Regions from separate parts of the Hordeum vulgare genome. Here all the other regions are linked to region 1. A link is a contact called in public Hi-C and HiChIP or PLAC-seq data. All regions are on one chromosome and are shown on one strand. The core of a region is the stretch at or near the end of the contact, and the rest is flanking DNA. Distances in the headings are between cores, read along the strand shown. Region 1 holds the start of LOC123449301 (probable glucan 1,3-alpha-glucosidase). Region 2 holds the start of LOC123449296 (protein OBERON 4-like). Region 3 holds the start of LOC123449304 (zinc finger protein 8-like).

The links. Hi-C and Micro-C count contacts between places; a contact is called where the count stands out from the background. HiChIP or PLAC-seq counts read pairs in DNA pulled down with a chosen protein or histone mark.
Region 2: a contact with region 1 is called in a Hi-C map of seedling, with 4 times the contacts expected there. The contact joins the promoter of LOC123449296 here to the promoter of LOC123449301 in region 1. A contact is called at or near these places in 3 of 6 Hi-C or Micro-C datasets (leaf and seedling).
Region 3: an H3K4me3 HiChIP or PLAC-seq map of embryo shows a contact between it and region 1, with 4 times the contacts expected there. The contact joins the promoter of LOC123449304 here to the promoter of LOC123449301 in region 1. A contact is called at or near these places in 1 of 6 Hi-C or Micro-C datasets (seedling) and 1 of 1 datasets of contacts at active chromatin or transcription factors (embryo).

What each region holds. Positions count from the first base shown.
Region 1 is chr4H:531,420,638-531,425,384 of MorexV3_pseudomolecules_assembly, reverse strand. LOC123449301 (probable glucan 1,3-alpha-glucosidase) reads left to right here and starts at 2,262. Exons shown (of 6, transcript XM_045126462.1): 1 at 2,262-3,904; 2 at 4,005-4,278; 3 at 4,356-4,491; 4 at 4,722-4,747. The coding sequence starts at 2,354.
Region 2 is chr4H:530,939,872-530,944,618 of MorexV3_pseudomolecules_assembly, reverse strand. LOC123449296 (protein OBERON 4-like) reads left to right here and starts at 2,161. Exons shown (of 3, transcript XM_045126454.1): 1 at 2,161-4,747. The coding sequence starts at 2,443.
Region 3 is chr4H:531,695,048-531,699,794 of MorexV3_pseudomolecules_assembly, reverse strand. It overlaps LOC123449304 (zinc finger protein 8-like), which reads right to left and starts at 2,859. Exons shown (of 1, transcript XM_045126469.1): 1 at 653-2,859. The coding sequence starts at 1,595. The coding sequence ends at 744. LOC123449305 (a long non-coding RNA gene) reads left to right here. Exons shown (of 6, transcript XR_006631990.1): 5 at 3,706-3,809; 6 at 3,906-4,397.

The sequences.
Region 1 (4,747 bases), core at 1,013-3,512:
ATTAATGCATATAAAACATTCAAAACAGATAATATAATAGCATGGAACAATCAAAAATTATAGTTACCTTGGAGACGTATCATAAACCCAGGGTGCCACGCCCTGAGTCAATGTGATTGCATCGAATGGGGACCACATAACTCTTATGGAAATTGGTGCGAAGTCCCATGACATTTCCAAAGCCTCTTAGAATGGCAGCCAAGTTGTCAATATCTCTTTTAATCGGGGCCATGACGACAATCGCTTCGTCCGCATAGAGAGAAGTCCGCACCACGGCTCCCCTCCCTCTGACCTTGTGTAACAACCCCTTTTCCGTGACCACGCGAGGATGTGTTGCAGTGGGTCAATAGTGATGACAAAAAGGAGGGGGGGGGGAAGAGGGTCCCCTTGCCTCAACCCACAGCCGTGCTTGATGGGGTGCCGGACCACCCCATTTAGCAGTACCCTCGAGGAGAAGGTACACTACAAGGATGCAATCCAGTCTTTGAATTTCCTTGGAAACCCCCTCCTTTGAAGGAGCTCCAGCAAATACTCCCATCTGACGGAGTCGAAAGCCTTGCGAATGTCCAGTTTGAACAACAGAGAGGTTTTTTTGCTCCTATGCACGCGGTGAGCAAGGTTACGGACATAATGAAGTTGTCGTGAATACTCCGTATTTTTATGAAAGCACTCTAAGCGTTGGAGATGAGAGGAGACATGTGCAGGCCAAGTCTAATGGAGAGCACCTAGGCTATGATCTTGGCAACGGCGTGGATGAGGCTGATGGGCCTGTGGTCGGCGACCATTTCCGCCCCCTCCTTCTTTGGCAAAAGCACAATACTTGCCGAGTTGAGCCACTGAAGGTTTGCGGAGTGGAGGGAGCCAAAACGGACGATGACCTGTCGAGCTGACATGTTTTTGTTCTCTACTCCCTCTGTAAACTAATATAAGAGTGTTTAGATAACTAAAATAGTGATCTAAATGCTCTTATATTAGTTTATGGAGGGAGTAGAAGATAATGAAGTGTCCATCATACATGGTAGTTTAGGAACTTTAAGAGTCATGTAAAAAATAACAAAGATCCATTTATTATCGCAAAGGATTTTATTCTCTCACAAGAGATAAGTATAGAGTTGAGGTAAGATTATTATACTTCTCCTTAAGGTTTGTTGGTTCCTATAGTATACATTGTTTCTTACTTAATGATTTTCTGTGTCTACACAATTCCACAAGTACATTATACACTGATGTTATATAAATGGACACATTGTTTTGTATTATTCTCACGTCAACTTCAGTTGGCAATTATACAAATATTCATTGTGGAGTCACTTGGTTCTTCTCGGGACCAAGACAAAATTCTACACGAAGGACCGAGAATAAAATATACATACCCATACCTTGGTATATGTTTGAATTTCTGTACCAATGTTGTCAATTTTGGATACTCTGTGCTCTCCTTCAACTCCCACGGCCTCTTCGACTTCGAGCCGCTGCTTAGAGTGCTATATGGAATTCGCGATTTACCATATAATCCCTTTATTTGTTTTGTTTGACTGTGGATAGGAAAACAGGATAACAAACAAAATATTGTAACACCAACAAGCTACTTAGTACTATATGCTTCAATAGAGAGATCCATTTAGTATATATCCAAATGATTTTGTATAGTTACATAAATCTTATGGGCTGTTACATGATTTTTAGCGGATACACCCTACATCATGGAGAATACGTAAATGCTGCAAATTAGTAGACTTCTTCATACAGCCGGATCTTCATACAACCGGGTCTGCCAACCATCACCTTTTTTCACGCAATATATGATATAATCATCATGAATGGTGTTATATGGAACATGTCAGATGTAGTTCATATTTGTTACTACACCAGCACAACAGTTGTAGTTAAGCTATTTCTGTAAGTCTTTTTCAGTAAGCATACGTTTGTCATCCACATCGACATTTTTATTAGCTTACTTTTCCGTCGCAACGCGTTGGGTATAATCTAGTTATACTCATCTACTGTGTAAAGATCAGATGATCACGTATTTTCACATCTGACGGTTGAGAAGAGATGTTCTTTTAGCCCGCTGCAGTCAGATGACGCCGCCTTCTTTTTTTCTTCTGCTCCACGAGAAGGAATGACCTGCAGCTGGGCGGCCCAAATGTGCGATACAGGCTTAAGGACCTTCTTGCAGGCCTACTACGGGAGCTCCGAATGGCATGTGAAGGCCTGCTAGCTCCCAATACGACGACTGGCCCATCGACGAACGGCGAGGCATCCCCAGTCGTGCAAAGACTCCGGCCGAGGGAGCAAGGTGCAGAGGCAGTTCGCTGCTCCACAGTCCCAGACCAGATCCGACGCCGCGGCCATGGATCCCCCGCCGCTGCCGCGCGTCCTCCGCCTCGCCCTCCTCCTCCTGCTCGCCTCCCCCGCCGCGCTCGCCTGGAAGAAGGACGAGTTCCGCAACTGCAACCAGACCCCCTTCTGCAAGCGCGCCCGCACCCGCGCCCCGCACTCTCTCGACGCGCCGCTCTCCCTAGTCGCCGGCTCCCTCGCCGTCTCCCCCGAGGGCTCCCTCACCGCCGAGCTCTCCCACCCCTCCCGCCCCCGCCCGCTCCTCCTCCGCCTCTCCGCGCTGCCCCCGCACGCCCTCCGCCTCCAGATCGACGAGGACTACTCGGCCAACACCCCGCCCAGCCGCCGCTTCCACGTCCCCGACGTCCTCCTCCCCGATGTCGACTCCCGCGCGCTCCACCTCTCCAAACCCAAGACCGTCGGCAGCGTCTCCACCGTCGCGCTCTCCTCCGACCTCGACGTCGTCGTCAAGCACGATCCCTTCGAGCTGACCGTCCGCCGAGCTGGCTCGGGCGACCCCGTGCTCTCCTTCAACTCCCACGGCCTCTTCGACTTCGAGCCGCTGCAGGAGTCCAAGCCCGAGGGCGAGACCTGGGAGGAGCAGTTCAGGAGCCACACGGACACGCGCCCCCGCGGCCCGCAGTCCATTACCTTTGACGTCTCCTTCTATGGCGCCGACTTCGTGTATGGCCTCCCCGAGCACGGCTCCACAGAGCTCGCCCTCCGCCCCACACGCGGCCCGGGGGTTGAGGAGTCCGAACCTTACCGCCTCTTCAACCTCGATGTGTTCGAGTACCTCCACGACTCGCCCTTTGGGCTGTATGGGTCGATCCCCTTCATGATTGCACATGGTGCAAGTGCATCTTCAGGATTCTTCTGGCTTAATGCCGCGGAGATGCAGATTGATGTGCTTGCACCAGGGTGGGATGGCGCAGCATCGTCGGAGAACGGGAGAATTGACACGCTGTGGATGGCTGAGGCTGGTGTCGTTGATGCGTTCTTCTTTGTCGGTTCCAAGCCCAAGGATGTGATCAAGCAGTACATTAGTGTTACAGGTACGCCTTCCATGCCGCAGCAGTTTGCAGTGGCATATCATCAGTGCCGGTGGAACTATCGGGATGAGGAGGATGTTGGTGGAGTGGATGCTGGGTTTGATGAGCATGATATTCCATATGACGTGCTCTGGCTTGACATTGAGCACACTGATGGCAAGCGATATTTCACATGGGATCGTTCCACATTCCCGAACCCAGAGGAGATGCAGCGGAAAATAGCAGATAAGGGGAGGAAGATGGTAACGATTGTAGACCCACATATGAAGAGGGACAGTGGATACTACCTCCACGAGGAAGCTACCGCCAAAGGTTACTATGTGAAAGATGCAAGCGGGAAGGACTACGATGGATGGTGCTGGCCTGGGTCATCATCATATCCCGACATGTTGAACCCTGAGATACGGGACTGGTGGGCTGACAAGTTCTCCTATCAAAACTACAAGGGATCAACTCCAACACTGTACATTTGGAATGACATGAATGAACCATCAGTCTTCAACGGCCCTGAGGTATGTCGCTGAATTGCAATTTGTCTATGCATTATCTTGTGAAGACGAGTTTTGCAGCAAAACTGAAACATTTTATGCATGAATCAATCTTGTTGAATAGGTCACCATGCCTAGGGATGCTATACACAACGGTGATGTTGAACACCGAGAACTGCACAATGCATATGGGTACTATTTCCATATGGCTACTTCAGATGGGCTTCTCAAGCGAGGTGAGGGTAAAGACAGGCCCTTTGTTTTGTCAAGGGCTTTTTTTGCTGGAAGTCAACGGTATGGGGCAGTTTGGACTGGTGACAACACTGCAGATTGGGATCACCTTAAATCTTCTATCCCGATGGTTTTAACTCTTGGTCTTACTGGCATGACCTTCTCTGGTAGGTAGACCTACATTACAACTTCACCTTATAATCCTGATGTTTATAAGCCTTACTAACATGGGAAGCTTTGACAGGTGCGGATATTGGTGGATTCTTTGGTAACCCTGAACCTGACCTATTGGTGCGTTGGTACCAAGTAGGAGCTTTTTATCCTTTCTTTAGAGGTCATGCTCACCATGACACCAAGAGGCGGGAGCCATGGTTATTTGGGTAATGCCACAAATAATTAATTTCGTAGGTTTTTGTTTATCTTGGAAATTTCTCAACATGGCTTGTAAAAAAAAGAATTAAAGAACTGGCTGATAATCGTGGAAAATCTGTCACCATGATGTGACTTCACACTGGCATCTAGAAATTTTAAGTTGACAACTTAGTTTGGGAAACGTAGATTATAAATGATATCCGTTTCAAGGCTAACATACTCGTTGTACTTACTACAGAGAGCGAAGAACTGCCCTCATGAGGG
Region 2 (4,747 bases), core at 912-3,411, 480 kb after region 1:
AGGGGGGAAATGGAAACGACAGGTGCTGTAAATTCGAAATCGATGGCGCCTCAATTTTCGGACTGTACGTATAAGATCGAAAGGAGCCGTTGGGTGACGTCATGAAGATCCTTGGTATGGCGGAGTAAATGACATCATCATTCCACGTGGCGGAAAATCAGAAAAAGTTCACAAGCCGGCAATGTTTCCGTTGGAAGTAAAATGGCGATTCAAGTGAGCCGCCAATAATTAAAAGAGAGGTTTATTGACGTGAATAAATTCAAGTCAATCTGAGGCCTAATGTTGGAGATATTATCCCGTTATAAGACCCGCCTTATAAGGCCGGGTCAGGATAATGGCGGCTCTACCTCGATGAACAAGATGGGCTGTGAAGAGATGGTTGGCCCAAGATTCAGAGAAGGCGACTTACGATCCACGTAAGGAAAGAGACGCCAGAAGCTTCCTTACGTAGGAGACAAGGCGAGTTAGAGATAGGCTGGCCTACGAATTGTAAGGAGAGCCGGACTCTTGTAAACCTAGAGCCTCGACCTATATATAAAGGCGAGTCTCTAGGGTTGAGGCGTTAAGTTAATATCAATCGAGAGCCAGGTCAGACGAATCCGCACCCTTGTAATCGATTCCCACAACAATATACACAAAGCAGGACGTATGCTTTTACCTCAATCGGAGGTGCCAACCTGGGTAAACAGCGTCTCCCGTTTTCCGATCAACCCCTTTGAGTCACCACATAGTTGCGATGGTTCCATCACTAAGTCTTTCACGAGGACATCTGTCGTGACAAAACCACGATGACTCCTGCTCCTCGCCCTCGTCCATCCCCACCTCCTCCTCATCTTCCACCTTCACCCCCTCGGCCTCCTCAAAATCCTCCTCCGGATCCACAGGTAGCCCCGCGGCCCTCCGGATCCGGACCTGCGCAAGGAGCCACAGACACTGCTAGATCATGTAGTGGCGGCGGCGTGGGGGCATGGCTGACGGGCTCGGGTGACGACGATGGAAGGGAGGAAGGGGGATGTGCTAGGGTTGGGGGACGCTGGCCGGCTTAAATAGCCGGCTATGGATAAGGATGGTGAGCCGAAGTGGCGCCACGTGGCGTTCGCAACGCGTCGATGGTGGAGGTGCCCGTCGGATGGTCGGGAATTCGAACGAGTCCGCATGGGGCCACGTCATCAGACCGACATGATGGACGTGCCAGGATCCCGTATACCCACCCCATATTTGGGTTGGATATGAAAGATGTCTGTGAGCCCGAACATTTGAGGCCCGTTTGAAGGGTCCGACTAAATCGAATTTTTATGACGAGTGAGTTACCGGGAAGCCTAGCCCGGTGTTTGAGACGGATTTGAGGGTCCAACTGTATATGTTCTTACATATTCAACATCCACTCGTGATTTCCTAATATTACCAGTGTTTTAATTAAAGAAAAACAGAGAACCTGTAATGCAAGCAAACTTTGGAACATAAATTAGTGGAGGAGTAGTCAGCTTCTACTCGCCGAGGCGGAGGAAAAACAGGTGGCTTGTTGTTCTCGTCAAGCAATTGACAAGCGCCTCCGGTCTCCGCAGTCCCTCTCATCTCGTCTTGAAAAAGAAGGAAAAAAAAACCAGGGAACCCGTTTTAAATCCAGGAATCTGTTGGCCGCAAAGGAGGGAGAAGCACGCAACATCGCGGCAAACTCCATTTTTTTCTTTCGAAGTCTGTGGCAGGGCTCCACTTGGCTGACCGGCTCCACTCCACTCCACTCCACCGGAATCTGGAGAGAGAAAAATCGTGGGGTCGACGGGGCAAGTCACACAAGGGCGGAGGTGATGCCCATGCTATCTCGTCTGCACGCAAACGCCAGTCAAAAGCTGACCTTTCTGGCTCACACACACATCAGATCAGACCACCGCACCGCAGCACACGCCACCCGAGGCCTCCCTCCACGACACGACCCATCGCCCCAGCCGCATCCCCAGCTCGCCACCAACCCCACCACATCCACCACCGCGACTCCACCATCGCCATTCTCCCCGCTCCGCCACGCGCCACCGCGCCACGGCGCCCGGCCCCGCGTCCCCTGTTCGGCGCCGGATCCGCTGCGCCACGCCATCTACGAAGGCGGGCCCCGGCCGAGCGACCCCCGCGCGTCAGAGCCCACGGGCGGGCCAGCAGCACCGCTCTCCGTCGGCGGTAAAAAAGAGAGAGAGAGAGACGAAGCGCGGCCGACTCTGAGACCCGGGTCCAAATCTGGGTGACGCCCGTTGACCGCGACTAGGAGGTGAGGGGAGTGGCCGGGAGCGAGCGAGCCAGAGCCAGAGGAGGGAGGGAGGGAGAGGGAGCCGGAAGCAAGCCGAGGCGACGCGAGCATTTGCCCGTACGCTCTCGCCCGCTACTTCCTTATCTCTCCTCGGCGGCAGCCCCACCCCACCCCACACCCTTCCTCGGCGCGGCCGATCTGGCATGAAGCGCCAGCGGTCGTCCTACGTCGACGACGACGACCCGGACGGCGACAGGCGGAGGTTCTACGACCGCGGGGGCCCGCCGTCCCCGCCGCCGCCGCGCCGCCGCCCCGCCGAGTACGAGAGCGACGAGTTCGACCGCCGGGGCGGCTTCGGCGGCAGGTTCTACGACCACCGCTACCGGGACTCCCCATCGCCGCGGGGCTATGGAGGGGACCGGGCGATGCACCGCTCCGAGAGCTTCTCCGGCTTCCGCCGCGAGTTCCCCAAGGGCTTCCGCGCCGACCGCGACCGGTCGCGTTGGGATGCGAGCGGCAGCGGCTCGGCGTGGCGGCGTCCCGGTGGCCCCTGGAGGGATCCGCACGGCTTGGACGGCCACAAGTCTGCGACCAGGCGGCAGGCGCCGTCGCCGCCGACGCCCCCTCGCCGGTCTCCCAGTGAGCCCAGGAGGAGGATCGATGGTCCCAAGGGGGACAAGTTGAGGAAGCACAACTGCGCCGCCGGTGAGATCGAGGAAGGGGAACTTGCGCCAGATCCGGACACCAAAGCCCCGCCTCCGCATCCGCCTGCCACCGCGGAGCATCAGAAGTGGGTTGACTCAGGCCGTGCTGATGACAAGGGAACTAGTAAGAGATGCGAGTTGAAGAAAGTGGATTCTCCTGGGCCGAGACTAAGAGTGGATGTGAGAACTCAGGCTGCTGACAACTTGGGGAAGGAGAAAGGGAAGATCAGGGATGATGCTGTTGCAGAAGCAGGGAAAGCAACAAACACACAGCATGAGAAATCAGCATTGGATGTCACAGGGAAAGTAACAAACGCACAGCATGAGAAATCAGCATCGGATGTCACAGGGAAAGCAGCAAATACTCAGCATGAGAAATCAGCAGCATCGGATGTCACAGAGAAAGTAACGAATACACAGCATGAGAAATCAGCAGCATCGGATGTCACAGAGAAAGTAACAAATACACAGCATGAGAAATCAGCACCGGATGTCACAGAGAAAGTAACAAATAGACAGCATGAGAAATCAGCATCGGATGTCACAGAGAAAGTGTGTGGAGGAGATGAAGCTGCCAGTGCCATTGATCAAGGTGGACAGAGCACTTCCTCCGTTACACGACAAGATTGTGTCAATGCTGCTGATGTGGGTGGGCAGAGCACTTCGTCTGGTATCCTGAAGGAGGTTAGCATGGAAGAAGTGACACCACAAGTTGAAACTGCCATTGCTGTCGATGATGTTGGGAAGGGCACTTCATCGAGCATACAGAAAGAATCACTGCAGGAGGCTGTAATGGCATTAGGTGAGACTGCTAGTGATGATGATATTGTTTGGATTGGCAGTTCATCGACTACGCTGCACAAAGTTCTTCCTAAAGAAGCAACAGATGGAAACATCAATGCAGATGGCGGTGTTGGAAATTGCATTTCATCCAGTATCCTGCAGGGGGCGATGCAGGAGGAAGTGAAATATGTAGATGTAGCTGCCGATATCACAGATGCGCCGAAAGAGGTCAGTTCTTTCAGTATGCTGAAGGAAGCGGTGCATGAAGATGGCACACTGCTAACTGCCAACACCGTTAATTTGCTAGGAGATAGCAATTCATCCGTTATGCTGGGGGAAGCAATGCATGAGACAGTAACCACGAAAGAACTAACTGCCAATGTGCTTGACATAGCTGGAAAGAGTAGCTCATCCACTATGCTCCAGGAAGATGTCATGACTTCTCTCTGCCAAGAGTCTCAAGAAATTAAAGAAACTGAAATAGGAAATGTTGGAGACAAGAAGGTTGATGAAACAACTGAATCTATCGCATCCCAACCAGTGGAAGGGGGGCTCGAGAGGTATGGTTGTGAAAATAGAGTTGCGCTTGACAAAACTGAAGTTGTAGAAGAAAAAGAAGAAGCAGTTGAGAATGAAATCGTTGCAAAACAAGTAAAACATATTGATCTGGAGGCCAATCTTGTAGGTGCTGGTGTTTTCCTTCAATCACCCAAGGACCATATTAAGGATACTAAGGGAAAGGGCACGACTTTGGATCTGATTATGGAGAAGCCAAGGGCTGAAGATAAAGGAAAGGGTATAGCATTTGATGTCCTTAATAAGGCAGGTGGTGGTACTTTAGTGGGGAGAGGTTTTGACATAGGATCGCAGCCTGACACAGACCAAAAAGAAGCATGGAAATCTACAAGCACTACTTCCGTAAAGCAGGAAGATGACACACTCAAGATAGGGAGACTTGATCTTTCACTAAGCTTGTCAGGTGGTTTACAGGATCCTGAATTCAGAAGTTTTATTCCGAGAC
Region 3 (4,747 bases), core at 1,610-4,109, 270 kb before region 1:
ATCTGTAGGTGGTGGCAGCTAATTGAGGATGGGTCATTATCTCAATGTATAGTATATTAAAGATGAAAAGGTAAAATTCCCACCAAAAGGAAGATAACCTTCCTATAAATGGATGCTAGACAACAATCTGTTTTATCCACCGGTCTCTTCAAATTTATATTGTCATTCAGAAACACAAAAATACTACTCCCTCCTCCCGGAAATACTTGTCATAAGAATGAATGTATCTTAGATGTCTTTTAATTTTAGATACATCCATTTTTATTTGTTTGTGCGACAAGTAATTCCGGACAGAGGGAGTATTCATCTCTTCTTTATGCTTAAGACTTTGTACTGAGTGTTATCTAATGGTGAGAAGTAAAAATGTGTATCTTTCCTAAAACTAATCACATGCATGTTGTATATCCAACAGTTTTTGTGTAATTCAGCTTAACTGAACTGAAAGAGTTTCAAAGAATTTTCAGTTGAGTATAAAGTTGTTATGCTGCATGAAAGTTATAAATCTAAAAGGTAAACCCTAATCATACAACCCACAATGTTCTTTATGTGCATGCAAATAGCTGCAGGATCGAAGCTTTGATGGATGGACATATTTCTCACGTGTCACGAGCCGCGAGTGGAAAAAGCTAATCTCAGCCAGGTCCGATCCGAATTCAGTAAGAAGGTAATTTCAACCAGAGAAAAAGATTAGGAAACCAGTTCTCAGAGTAATAATAATCCACTAAAAACAAAGGAGAAGGCATTTATAGATGCAAATCTAAGCTCACACCCTCGGGTGCTGCGGTGGTGGCTGGCTGCTCGCAAGCAAACTGACCTTGCGGGGAGAGCACCAAAGAGGAAGAGGAGGAGGGGGAGGCCGCCCCGAGAGAAGCCGAAGCTTTCTGCTCTTCTCCTCTGAACATGGGCAGCGTGACTGTCCGCCGCTCTCCAGCCAACGGCATGCCTGTGTTGCCATGCGCAGCCATCGGCCCCCTCCACAGCGCCCCAGGCAGAGGGTTCCCATTGATCGGCTGACCGACCGACCCGATCCCTCTGTAGAACTGCTGGTGTCCGTAGGAGACACCACTACTCACCGTGGCCCATGACGGGTACAATGTCGTGCCGAAGCGGTGCTGCGGGTAGCCAAGGAGATGGTGGTGGTGGTGCGCGCTGCCAGCAGCCGCCGCTGCCGCGGCCATCGCCGACTGCATCTGCACCCGCTTCGCGTGTTGCCGCTCGCGCTTGTGTGCGTTCTGGTGTCCCCCGAGCGCCTGCGACGTCGGGAAGTGCCTGCAGCAGTAGTGGCACTCGAACTTGCGGTTGCTGTCAGGGGCGGCGCTTGCAGCGGTGATGGCAGCGCCACCGCTGCTCTGCTTGGTGGCTGAAGGGGTCGCGCTGCTGGTAGCGGCGTCTTCTTTAATTCTGCCCTCAGGTGATGCATGCGGGACGTCAATGCCGAAGAGGCGGATGCCAGAGTTGGGGCTTTCTCGCTGAGGAGCACCGGAGCGCAGGAATGGCAATTCGGAGAAGGACGCAACGTTGCCAAAGTCATGAGGCTCCCGCATGCTCGCCGCGCCACCACCGATACCGCCTTCACCACCTCCGTCACCGCCCATGCAACCAGAACCAGGTGGATCGAGAAAGCTGCAGAATTTCCTAGGCTATCTAACAGCTCCTTGGAAGTAGAAAACAATATCTCACGCTCAGCTGCTAGTCTAGCGGCATCAGCAGTGAGTAGCTGTTGGGAAGAAGAGGAACCCCGGCCCTGAATGTCATGGAGTTAAGGAGGGGGCCGGCGGGGGCATGAGAGGAGAGCCAGGGAGAGAGAGAAGGTAGTAGGGAATAGAAAGGGCAAGAAGAAGGTCTGGCGCTCATGTCTCTCAAAGGAGGAGTGCCAAATGTATAGAAGCGATAGGTTTCGCATCGCATGCTTGGTGAGAGGAATGGGGTGCCGACGGATGGGGCAGGGTAATTGTCACCTTACTATCGTGCGTGGTTAGTTAGGGGGAGGTGGGGGCGTCCTGCTAGATGGGAGAGGGGAGATGTGGATACATGCATCGTCCATCCATGCCTTGGCGATGCCGTAGTACAGTAGTAAATTCTTGGGGAAGGGCTGGGGCCTTGGGGGAGCCCATAGTACACAATAAGCTCTGGCAAGTACTACTGCACTGCACTAGGAGGCTTTTGGGCTCTCCCACATAACAAACAAGTACCTGTCACTGAGACTGAGGAAAACCATCTCTCTCACTCCCTCACTCTCACGAGAGCTCTCTCTCTCTCTCTCTCCTCTCTCTTTTTCTTTGCTTTCTTCATTTCTCTGGCTTTCATGCATGTGTAGGCATCAGTGAGTACGTGACAAGCTCTGAGCGTGGGCCTGTCGCTCTATATAGCAGCTATGTGGGGGTGGTACTGGCTGTTTTATGGGGGCTCTTTATAGCTGTTGGCTTCTTTACATCTGGAGCTGCAGGCTTGTGTTTGGAAGTGGTCCTGTCGTGCAGATCTAGCGGTGGCAGCCTCCTTGTGGCTACGCTAGCACAGCTGCAGCTGCGTGACTGATCGATTTCTCTCGACCACCTCCAAAAAAAGACTATACTCTGCTGCTGTCTTAGTTTCTTATCTTGTTTGCTTTCTCTATTCTTAAGCTATACCTTATATGGGAGCGTCCTAAAATATCTCCCTACTCCTGTTACCACTGCTATTCATGCATCTCAAAAGCTAACTAACTATACCCCCTCAATTATCCTAGCTAGTTAGGTTGTTGTTATTGTTAAGCGGGAACTGCATGACTAACCATGCAGGAATCATGTTGCCTTGTTCACCTACCAAGCTATCCCCTCCGTTCCTATATTCTTTTTAGAGGTTTTACTAGAGGATTACATATGGATGTATATAGACATACTTTAAAGTGTAGATTCACTCATTTTGCTCCGTATGCAGTCCCCTAATGAAATCTCTAGAAAGACTTATATTAGGAACGGAGGGAATATGTACTTACCACGGAATATATATTCATCTAATACATGCAACTAGACGGTGCGTGTATAGCTAGGTTCATCATGCTATAGGCCCTGCTTTGTTCTTTTGCTATAATGAAGCTACTCAGCACTCACTTTGTGTTTTTAGTCCCTACAATTAAAGGGAGGCCACCTGAGATAGCGGACACATGCATGATTTGCGGGAGCCTGGCCTCATTGGATGATCCAAGAATAAAATTTTTACAATAGCTTTTTCTCTGAGGACACAAACAATGATGTGACGTCAGAGGTATTTATAGGTGGTATCATAGGACTAAAGATGACATGGAGGGGAAATAAAGAGAAAACAATAGTACAGGAAACTAGACCACATCATCACAGATGGTTTAGCATTGCCATTGAGTCATTACTGGGCACATCTATATGTGGTGCCATTGTAAGATTGGTATCATTTGTGGCGTGCGTATAGATACAGCAAAACAAAGGTCATTTGCAGCGCCTTTCTGAAACTTTCACACCTCCTAGATATAAAACCTGGCGATTTTTTCTCTCTACCATCATCCCCCTGACATTATTTCCCAATTTTTTGCATAATTTCCCTGACCCCTCCCTTGCTATTCTCCATTCCACGCTGGTTCAATGCCTCTGGGGGTCCGTACTTCTTGATCACTGTACTTCATGCAATATGCTTAAACTATAGTCACACGGATATATTGTCATTAAACAAACCGAGCACGTATGTGTTCCACAGGGTGGAAGAAAAGGCAGATGGCTGTTTCTCCGGCCGGCCGGGCAGCCACGTTCCAGGGCGATGGGGATTCTGCTGCGCCAATGTGGGTGCTATCACATGGAAAGGTGTGCTCCTCTCATCAACAGACAACAAGCTTTGTTTTTATGAAGCATAACATCCTCCGTTAAAAGATCACCCAGGTGCTTTTCTCTCATGCATAGATCCTGTGTCCATATCAAGATATCATGCATGCCACTGCTGGAGATCGTTAGTGTCTTTCCAAGACTAGAGAAGAATAACACTCGGCATCAGCTGTAAACGAAGCCACATAATGATTGGTCATCGTTAGTTATAAGCTGTGTGACCAGCACTGTAGCACAAATGACGATACATAGTTTGATTTGTTGTGTGCGTAGGCCGCGGGAGATCATTCCTCTGTTGTCGGAAAAGATGGTTTAATTTCATGTGCTATTTGCCATGCATCAGACTAGAACTTGAAGTAGTGGCCCAAGAACTTGGAGTATTTATCAGGAGCACTTGAAGAATGTGTGGCTGTTGGTTAGGACATGCAAGTTGGTACATACGTGTTTATATGTGTACGTACGTAGGACCGAGTACTCACGCCTTGTTTACGTGGAAATTTTAAAGCTGTTCACGGCATGGCAGTGTGAATGTGGAACCAGTTGTTGCGTGTATAAATTCAAGATCTAGCAGCAGAGGGTCACTAGGTCCAGAATTTCGCGAACCGAATTATGCTGTGCGTCGTACTGGTGGCTAGCTAGTCGTACCAAATGATTCAGACAGACAGACAGAATGCATGGTCGCTAATTAAATTGATTGATTACGGCTCTCTTGACCAGAACCAAATACATACAAATCCTAGTGGTTGGTTACGGGTCTAGATCTCACCAGCAGCTAGCATTTCCAGCACTTGATAACCAGCTACTTGTGCTAATCAGAAGGGGACCTTCCTTTCGTCTTCACAGAAGACGCCACCATCCTTGTTCAACCTCTACCAATAAGCCTTGCTGTTTTGAAAGTGGTGGTGGGTCATATGGCATAG